2 separate regions of the Sus scrofa genome follow, and region 1 is linked to region 2. A link is a contact called in public Hi-C data. All regions are on one chromosome and are shown on one strand. The core of a region is the stretch at or near the end of the contact, and the rest is flanking DNA. Distances in the headings are between cores, read along the strand shown. Region 1 overlaps MSI2 (RNA-binding protein Musashi homolog 2-like). Region 2 holds the start of MSI2 (RNA-binding protein Musashi homolog 2-like).

Region 1 (5,057 bases), core at 935-3,434, 120 kb after region 2:
CTTTCTTTCCATCCTCCCTCCCTTTTCTCTTTCTTTCTTTCTTCCTTCCTTCCTTTCTTTCTTTCTCTCTCTCTCTTCCTTTCCCTTCCTTCCTTCTTCTTTCTTTCTTTCCTTCCTTCCTTCCTCCCTTCCTTCTTTCTTTCTCTCTCTCTTCTTCTTTCTTTCTCTTCCTTCCTTCCTTCCTTTCTTTCTCTCATTCATTTCCCCACCAGTTATGTACAAAGTACCTACTACTGCATTTCTGGATGCTACAGGGGGGATTCAGTGGTGAATTTGATGCCTTTATGGAGCTTCCAGGAAATTATGGAGGACAGACCCTAAAATAATCCCGGAAGTAGATGCTTCACTGCAACTTGTGATACATGCGGTGGAGGAAGAGTAGAGGGTGACTCAAGAGCAAAGTACAAGGTCGCCTGTGGGGAGGCATCCAGGAGGGACTTGGCGAGAATGGCGTTAGATCAGCCAGGGCAGAGCAGGGGAGTAAAGAGCCTGCTCAGAAGCTTTGTGAGCTAGACGGGCCAAAGGTGTGAGAGAGGCTGGAGATGGACAGACAGAGGCTCTGAGCGGCAGGGGAGCCCCCGTCCGTATCCCTGGTGGTTTTCAGAGCATCATACAGCCCCTCTGTCTAACTCTGGATTTTACTTGTGAATGGATCTCAGCATCTTCTATGGTACCTGGAACATAGCCGAGTCTCAGTGTTTGTCCAATGAATGAATAAATCCTCCCAATGATAGGTATTATCTTCCTGACTTGTGGTTGGGAAACTGAAGCCGATCGGTGTAAACCCACATGCCCGAGGCCTGAACCCCCTTGTAGGGTGGCCTTCTGTGCCAGAGTTTGACTCTCCAGCCGTGTCCTCCTCGCCGCCCGCCCCCCACAATGGATGGAGGTGTGTGAATCACGTGGTGAAGGGGTGTGTAATCCGTCACTGTTACCACCCTCCCTACTTTACATGTTTCTGTCTCTTGAAAGAAAGAAGAAAGTACAAAAAAAAACCAAAACCCCTTAACTTTTCTTTCTACCCCCTTACTAGTTGGTGGTGGAGAAGGTCCGATTTAAAACAACCTCTGCAGGAGTTCCTGTCCTGGCTCAGCGGTTAATGAACCCAATTAGCATCCATAAGGATGCAGGTTTGATCCCTGACCTCGCTCAATGGGTTAAGGATCTGGTGTTGCCGTGAGCTGTGGTGTAGGTCGCAGACGCGGTTTGGATCCCACGTGGCTGTGGGTATGGCATAGGCTGGCAGCTGTAGCTCTGATTCGACCCCTAGCCTGGGAACCTCCATATACCGCAGGTGAGGCCATAAAAAGACAAAAAGATAGAAAAATGAAAAAAAAATTAATAAAACAACCTTTGCCAAAGAAGAAGCAGGGGGTCCAAGGCTTAATTGAGTAACCACGGCCGGGTTCTTGCTTGATAATCCATTTGTTCTAGACGGGAAAGCAGGGGTGGGAGTGGGGGTGGGTGGGTGGGTGGAGAGCCAAGGAATATTTACTTATTTGTTTGTTTATTTCTAAAGAATAATTGTGGGAATCGTGGCACAGAACCCTTTCTAATTGCTTTTTTTTTTTGCAATCGTGTGGGTGGCTTTTGAAATTCCATGTAGTTTACGGAGGCGGCGAGGGTTCTGTGCCTGGGACGCCAGATGATGCAGTTGAATGGCTGTTGGCTGTTTATTTGCAAGTCTGTCGTTACCAACACAGGATTCTGGAGTTCAGTGGCACAACAGTGTTTTATCTCCCTCCTCCCCCGTATCTAAATATATCCAACGAGTCCATCAGACTTGGCAGCCGTCAGGGCTGGGGCTGTCAGACTGAGTTTGCCTTGGATCCTCCGAGCGCTTGGCTTGTTTTCCGAGAGTGCGAACGTGTATTCAAATAACGATATCAGCATTAGCCTGGCAAACAGGTTAGGGGCCTTGGAGGGTAAGAATGAGGCAGCATTGGGGTATTTAAAAAAAAAAAAAGGCATCTCTTTTCTCCTCCGCCAGCAGTTGTAGAGACGAGACAAAGCCACGCGAGGAGTATGGCTTCAGGCTCGCTGAGCAGAATGCGTGGGTGTGTTTCCCTGAATCGTGATTTTGGTTTTTTTTTTTTTTTTTTTTTTTTTTTGAAGTTGTTGGAGGAGAGAAAACGAGATGCTGGCGGCTGGTGGAAAACGGTGTGTGTGGAGTAGATGGAGGTGGGGGAGTGGCTGGGAGGAGGAAGGCGGGCTGGTGCAGGCAGAGGTGGGGGCATTTTTACAGGAGCCTTTCTGGAGGACCGGTCACTATGGGGGTGTCATCTTGGCTGAGGATTCCTGGGGTGTCTTGGGTCTGGCGGAGGCCCTTGGTTCCGTGGCCTGCCTGCCCCGCTGGACTCGGCCCTTCTCTGTCTGTGCTGCCTCAGCTCCTGTAACCTAGGAACCGCGGGACCCAGCTCCCCGGTCCCTCCCCAGGGGCTTGTTAAAGGGGAATCTGTGGAAAGCAAATCAGAAGATCTTAAATCCCTGCCTGAAAGGTATCCCGTGTTCTCCAGGGAGCAGCCTTTTATAAATAAACGTCCTGAGCGCTCCTCTCCGAGTTGCTTATCTGCACAGAAGCCTCTCTCTGGGAGATGGTCCAGGATCACCATAGGATGGGCCTATGCCCAGAGGCAGCCCTGTGCCCCCGAAAGGCCACCCCTTCCAGCTGTGTGCTGTCCTGGAGGCCGGGGGTCAGGGGACACATGGGTGTGTGGCAAGTTCTCTGATGAGGTGGGTTTTGTAGGGTCTCAGGGAGGCAGAGGTTAAGGGAATTCACCCCCGTGGGCATCAGGGACACAGAAAGACATAAGGTAAGGCCCTGCCCTGAGCAGGTCCCAGAATAAGGAGAACACAAGACATGCAAAAGAATGCATCAGAACAGTGGTTTTTCAGTTGTCGGTTGGGGACACTTGGGCATCCCTGAGACGCTTTGAAGGAGTCTTCTGTGTGGTCCAAAAGTTTTTTCATCAGCATTTCAAAACTTTATTTGGCTTTTCCCCCTCTCATCCTTTCCATGAATGTCCAGTGGAATTTTCCAGAGGCTACATGATCTGTGTTGACATCATTGTTCTGATGGCTAATGGGAGGTGTGTATTCTTGCTCAAACAGGTCTCAGTTTTCATTTCTAATACAGCCCACGTTGATAGATATAACACACAAAAGCAAAAGGGCTTGAGGTGGTCCTTGCTTTTCGAGCGTATAAAAGTATGTGGCAGGGAAATGTTTGAGAACCACGGAATTTAGAACATAGGTGGATGAGTGGCAAGTTGAAGTTATGTACTGGGTACTGAGGAGGCACAGCTCCAGGGCTGGATGGCAGGTGCTGGTGGGTAGCTGGCCAGGGGATTGTCAGAGAAGGCTTTATTGTTTGAAAACAGGAAGAATTGTTTGAAAACAGGAAAATTGTTTTCTTATTTGGACCTGGACTTTGAAGGATGAATAGGAGTTTTCCAGGTAGGCAAGGAAAGGAAAAGCATCCTAGAAAGAAGGAACAGCAAACTGAGGGAATGGTGATATCAAACATCATGATGTGTTGGCTTTATTCACCCATCTTTGGGGCAGAAATGGTTTCATACTGGCCTCACCATGGAATTTTTGCTGCCAGTGATTTCCAAACTACACTGCAGCTCAGAATCACTTAGTGAGCTTTGCGGAAACACCATGAAGCCAATTCCCAGGCCTGCTTTTATCCATTGATTGGTAGCCCTCTTTGCTTCTAGAGATGGGAATGACAGGGTGCCCCTTGTACCATTTTTAGTTAGTTTGTCAAAAGTGACATCACATTGGCCCTGCAGCAAGTCTAGACGATGCCATCCTGTTGGTTCTGTGACAGAACTGCAGCGGGTCTCACTGGACAGGGGCCTTACCTCCTCACCTCACCCATCAGCTTTCAGTGGGGAGACAATGAGAATAAAGTGTGTTCAGAGGGGCGGTCAGTCGTTGTTCAGGGACCATGGGTTCAGAGACCTCTTTGCTTCTGCTGCTGAGCCATGTGACCTGAGAAGGGCTTTGCCTCTGCTGCTGAGCCTGTCCGCCAGGAATAAAGCATGGTTGGACAGACTTTATTTAATAGACAAGCCTAAAGCTGCCATTGAAAAGGAACCTCCTAGGAGTTCCCGTCGTGGCTCAGGGGTTAACGAATCTGACCAGGAACCATGAGGTTGCAGGTTCGATCCCTGGCCTTGCTCGGTGGGTTAAGGATCTGGCGTTGAGCTGTGGTGAATGTCACAGACGTGGCTCGATCCCCCGTTGCTGTGGCCTTGGCATAGGCTGGCGGCTATAGCTCCGATTAGACCCCTAGCCTGGGAACCTCCATGTGCCTGGGTGTGGCCCTAGAAAAGACAAAAAAGACAAAAAAAAAACAAAAGCAAAAACAAAAAAACCCAAAAAGGAACCTCCTATGGATAAATAATTCATTCTGGATTTTTTTTGTTTGTTTTGTTTTTGCTTTTTAGGGCCAAACCCATGGTATATGGAAGTTTCCAGGCCAGGGGTCGAATCGGCTGCCGGCCTGCAACACGGGATCCAAGCCGAGTCTGTGACCCTACACCACAGCTCATGGGCAATGCCTATCCCCGACCCACTGACCGAGGCCAGGGATTGAACCTGCATCCTCATGGATACTAGTCGGATTCCTTTCCACTGTGCCACAACGGGAACTCCCAGTTCCTTCTGGTGGTGTTCTTAGAAAGTATTCTCTGGTGCACATCCCCTTCCACCTGCCCTTGGTTTTGCAAAGGAAGATGCAGAAATGCTCAGATTAACAGCGTGTTTCTGAACCACCAAGAAAGGGAACAAAAGGGTGCCAAGGCTCCAGGCAGCCACTCTGTGTCAGCTGCTGATCTGAGGGTATTTTGCAGGTCATCTCATCCAATGGGCAGCTAGTCCTATGAAGAAGTGCTGTCACCCCATTTTGGAGATGTGGAAACAGAGGCATAGGTTCGTTCCCTTAACATGCCCGAGGCCGCCCAGAATCCATGCTTTCAAGCTTTAGCCTTTGGTTGTTAACATCACATCCTGTGCTGCTGGGGAGGGACAGGCCGTAGTCTGGAGGT
Region 2 (5,030 bases), core at 1,456-3,955:
GTGTGGCAGACTGACATGGTCCTGGAATTCTGCTGGCCCAGGGAATACACAGAGGGAGTGAGTTAGAGGAGAAATGCACAATAATAACAATAATGGAAATAATAATAATAAACCATTACGTATATTATGCAAAGAAACATCTGTAACTTGGTTATGGTGGGGGTTACTCGCCTCCATGCATTTGTCAAAACTCCGAATTACAGGCCCAGAAGAGTCAACGTTACTGCATAGAAATTAAAATTAAATAAATAGAAACCACGTAGTGTTGGTGATTTAAGCTCCAACTTTCTCTCAGCCACTGACTTTATAACTGCAGCACCGGCCCCTCGCAGGGTTTCAGTTCTGTTCAGCGCACGCAGGTCTGCAACAGGGAACAAGGGCACCCCACTCTCTGTCCTTGAGAAGGACAGAATACATGTGTCTGCAGCAGAGCCAGAGGGCGTGGGACTGATGGCCAGAGCCCCTGTAAGGAACTGACAGGTGGAGGTGGGGCGTAGCCTGGAAAGCCTGGTTCCTCTGGGCTCCCCGATGTAAGATGAGGGGTTGGACCAGGAAAGGCCTTTCTGCCTCTGATGGTCTGCGGGTCTCGTGTAAAAATCCCACACAAAATCCAATTAGCTCTGTTTGGTATTGAGAATAGCCACAATAAACAATTACCGTAATAACAACTGGCTCTTCCATACACAGGACCCCAGATGATTCGGAAAGCAGTTTGGAGGGAGGGAAAATGCTTGGGTTTAAAGTTTTAAAGTGCCTTCTAAAAATCACATGAAGTAATGATTGATAAGGCACACAGCTCACAGCTCATGTGGGCTTGCAATCAAAAAGGGACTTTTCCATGTGTTCATTTCAATCCCTCCCCTCCCTCTATCAAGGAAGAATGATCCCAGTTTAGGAGACAGATTAATAAGAGTCTGGTCACTCAAGGCTTTGGCTGATGTTGGGATTTTCCAAAGATTCCATTTTCCCAAGAGCCACAGTGGATTTGGTACAGTTTTGGCATTGAGTGTATTCCATTGTGTCCTAATCCAATGAAAATGAATGGAAAAGTGTTAATTGGGCATCAATTCATGCTTAACATTAATCTGAGTATTTGATGAACCACAACTTTATGTTGCCCCTCATGCCATATTAACTCAATTTATTGTAATGATTTAAAACAATAAGGATAATTACATCCTTATTGTTTTAAATACCCCATAAATTGAATCCAGCCTGAATTTGGCCCGCCTGAAATTTGCTGTTTAAATGTGAGATGTTTGGGGGAAGCTACAGAAACGTCTTTTTGGAGTTATCAGTGCGGGAAAGGATGAGAAGCAGCACTTTTTAAGCACCTACTGTGTACCAGGACCTGTGCTGCACCACTACTCCTAAGGTGGCCAGGGTGAGCGTATTTGAAGCCTTCTGCCACCCTCAGCTACCTCCACAGATGGTGGGGGGCTTGGTCTTAATTTACATTTCATGCACTTCTCTACCTCAGCATAGAAACAATAAGACATACATAAAACGAAGGGGTTGAGAGGGGTTTCCTCAAATAACCACCCTTCCCAGCCCTCCCGGAGGTGCTCCCAAACTATTTCTCTTTATACGCAAAAATTTGATTTGAACTCCAATCATTTGACCTTGACCCCTATAAACCTATTTTATTATATTTTTTAAACTCCCTATGATTAACGCGGAAACCCTTTCTTCGGCATTTTCTCACCACTGGAATCGCGTCAGTTTCCTCAAAGTTCCAAAATAACCTTTCCCGGGCACGGATTTCGTACCTCTGCCAGGGAAGGGCGGGGAGCGGCGCAAGACGTGCCGGTTTGGAGCGAGAGCCAGAGAGAACTTCCAGCGCGAGAGGAAAATAAAACTTGTGGCTGGCGTTGGTGCGGGAGGGTCTCCGCAATCCTGAAGGCCCCCGACCTAGAGGGGTCTCGGGGGCCGCCCGAGGAGCGCCAGGGTCTGGGTTTGATCCCGACGTCCTTGACCTAAATTTCTGCGCGGTGGCTGGAAAAAGGGCGCAGAGCCGGGAGGGCGGCTGGTGCCATCCCCGGATCCCGGCGGCTGGGGCTGGGGAACTTGAATGGAGAGGCCGACCTAGAAGGGGTGGGGGGCGTCTTCTCCCCAGCCCGAGTGCGGAGCGGTGGCCAGCTCCCCGCGCTTCCCCCTCCCCCGATCCACCCTCCCCACGCAGCCCATGTGATCGAGGGAAGTCGGGGTGCGCTCCCCCCGCCCCCCGGCCCGGCCCGCCCGGAGGCGGGGCCCCTCGGGCCGCGGGGTTCGCGCACCGCCCCCGTGGGTCCGGCTGCGGGGGGCCGAGTGTGCGCGCGCGGCAGGCGGGGGCCGCACCGGGGTGCGTGACGTCACCGGCATTGGTTACACGACGTTCTAGAACTCCGCCCCACGTGCGCCGGGAGGAGGGGGAGGAGGAGGGGATGGGGGTGGGGAGGAGGAGGGGGAGAGGTGGGGATGGGCCGGGGGGGCGGGGACGGGGGGTGTGCGAGCAGCGGGGCTGAGCTAAGCCGAGCCCACGTGTGACGGCTCTCGCCGCTGCCCCGGCTCCGCCGCTCGCTGAGAGATTCGGAGGAGCCCGGGCGGGGGGGAGGAGGAGGGGGAGGAGGGAGCGGGAGATCTCGGGGCTCGGAGCCGGCCGCCGCTCCGCTCCGATCGCTGTGGGGCTCGGTTTTTTGGGGGTGGGGGGGCGGGGGGGCTCAGATATGGAGGCAAATGGGAGCCAAGGCACCTCGGGCAGCGCCAACGACTCCCAGCACGACCCCGGGTAAGTTTCCAGCCGCTGCCCACCGCGCCGCCTCGGGCTCGCTCTCCTTGCAGCGGCGGGGACGGCGGTGCGCGGAGCCGGGCATCTCCCGCGCCCCCCCGCCCCTCCCGCGCGCCCCCCCGTGGAAGTTACACACCTTTGGATTGCATTTCGCCGTCACCTTCTCCCCCACCCCACCTCCCGGCTCTCGCTCGCTCGCTCCCCCCTGCTTTCCTTTTAGCTTTTGTAAGTTACACGTCAAAATGGCCGATCTGACATCGGTGCTCACTTCTGTTATGTTTTCTCCCTCTAGTAAAATGTTTATCGGTGGACTGAGCTGGCAGACCTCACCAGGTAAGGGAGGGAGGGGGGGACGCCTGGGTCCCCCCCTTCTTGGCTTCTTTATTGCTCTTTGTTATCCCGGTGTAGGAGCCCCCCCCCGCCATTGGCTCCCCACTTCTCCTGTGCAAGGTTATTTTTTTAAATAGCAAATCCTTTCCGAGCCCTCTACGCGACCTCTGTTGCCGAATTTCCCCCGCGTGTGCAAAAAACCCCCCAGAATAACAACAGAAAACTACTTTTGGTTTTTGTCCTTGATCAAAATTTGCATTGCTTTTTTTTTTCCCCACACCTTCTCCCCCCCCATCTCTCTCTTTCTCTCTACAGATAGCCTTAGAGACTATTTTAGCAAATTTGGAGAAATTAGAGAATGTATGGTCATGAGAGATCCCACTACGAAACGCTCCAGGTAAACCATTCCCTTCTGGATTTTGTCTTTATTTTAGAAGAAAGTTTAAGTGTTATTTTTGGAGGTGTCTTCGGTAGTAGCTAAGCGGATTTAGAATGGGGCTCAGGCATGTGGCTGATTTCGAACGTCGCTCAGTCTCCCCCCCCCATTAACCCCAAAGGTTATTAATTGGGGCTGAACTCTGGCTACAGAGATGCCCATGTTTCTGCTTTAAGTCATTTCTCCGTCGCTTCTTTTTCTCCTGTTTCAAATGACATTCAGCTTCCATTCACTTTCCACATAGTTTTCTTTTTTTTCCCCTCCCTTCCCTATGTATCCTTTCCCCGCACTCCCAGTTCCCCAAACTCTTAAAGCCCCTCTTGGAAAGCTGGATGAATCTCCTCTAAGTGCTGGGTTTTCTTCGGAATAAAACAAAGCGTTAAAGAAAGGGAAGGGAGGAGGAGGAGGAGAGAGATTGAGGTGGCGAAAGAGTGGAGATACCAGCGTTCTCCAAGTTACCTCCAGCCGCCCTGCCCCCGTTCCACTTCCCCCATTAACCTTGATGTGTTTCCTTGGGAGGCGGAGGGCTGTAGGCAGGAGGGGGTGGGGAGGGCGCCGGGGAGTGGGGGTGCGTGGGGGCAACTTTTTGCTTTCCATTCTGCGTTGGGGCTCACTCCTTGTTGCTCTCAACGGTGTCACATTTTCTTGTTTGTTTTTCTCCCTCTTTGTCTCATTTCAGAGGCTTCGGTTTCGTCACGTTCGCAGACCCAGCAAGTGTAGATAAAGTACTAGGTCAGCCCCACCACGAGTTAGATTCCAAGACGGTAGGTTGCTTTTCCTTGTTGTTGTTGTTCGCCCCTTTTCAGGACCGATCTGGGCATTGACAGCCCTATTTAAAGAGACAGTGCCTTCTTTTGCTGCTGTGCTGAGAAGTGGGTACTTTGAAGTAGAGCTTGCGAGTTGGTTCTAAAGTTTGCTGCGACGGCTGGGTTGGGGGTTTTCTTTTTAGAGCTTGTTTCCCTGCAGCCCCTGAGGCTGCCCAGCCTAGGCTTGGGGGAGGGGTCGGCTTGGGGAGAGGCTATCTTCCAGGCCAAAGGACCATGCAAAGAAACTCCACCACCGAGAGAGAGCCGAGGCAACTTTTCTTTGTCAGCCGAGCACAGCCCGCGTTACCAACTGTGGCTGTAGGAATTGGCTCTTAGAAGGCACAGCCTGCTTGGCGGAGGGGGACAGGGGGCGGAAGGAGGTGAGGGGGCGCTAATCACAGTCCAGGCAACAGGTTCCTCTTGGGCACTTCGGGCTGGGAATGTGGTTTGAGAAGGGAAAGAAAGAGGCTTTACAGAGCCAAGCTGGGCAGGCAGTGGGTGACTCCAGATGGTGTGAAATCTAAGGCTGATAAGGCCTTGGGTTTCAACGTGTCTTTTTTTTTTTTTTTTCTTTTTCTTTTTCTTTTCTTTTCTTTCCCTCGATCCTTTATTTTGAGTGTGGGTACTTTTATAGCATTAGAAGGTTTTCAAGTCCAGGGTTGAGGGGGGTAAAAGTCTCTTTGAGGCCAGA

Evidence for each region. A called contact is a pair of places that touch in the nucleus more often than the background predicts.
Region 1: a contact with region 2 is called in a Hi-C map of skeletal muscle, with 2.4 times the contacts expected there. The contact joins the enhancer-like site here to the promoter of MSI2 in region 2. A contact is called at or near these places in 1 of 5 promoter capture datasets (liver), 9 of 47 Hi-C or Micro-C datasets (epiblast stem cells, fetal liver, heart right ventricle and 2 more) and 1 of 2 datasets of contacts at active chromatin or transcription factors (skeletal muscle).

The regions. Positions count from the first base shown.
Region 1 is chr12:33,651,702-33,656,758 of Sscrofa11.1, forward strand. The region is part of intron 5 of MSI2 (RNA-binding protein Musashi homolog 2-like); the gene reads left to right. Among named protein-coding and RNA genes, the nearest start is that of MSI2, 120 kb to the left of the region's middle. Within about 2 kb of position 2,185, at least 12 of the 83 cell types and tissues checked have an H3K27ac peak or open chromatin away from gene starts, as enhancers often do. A contact at or near this core is called in skeletal muscle, where this site is marked.
Region 2 is chr12:33,534,570-33,539,599 of Sscrofa11.1, forward strand. MSI2 (RNA-binding protein Musashi homolog 2-like) reads left to right here and starts at 2,706. Exons shown (of 13, transcript NM_001315780.1): 1 at 2,706-2,767; 2 at 3,060-3,100; 3 at 3,413-3,494; 4 at 4,213-4,297. The coding sequence starts at 2,706. LOC110256167 (a long non-coding RNA gene) reads right to left here and starts at 2,377. Exons shown (of 3, transcript XR_002337445.1): 1 at 1,770-2,377.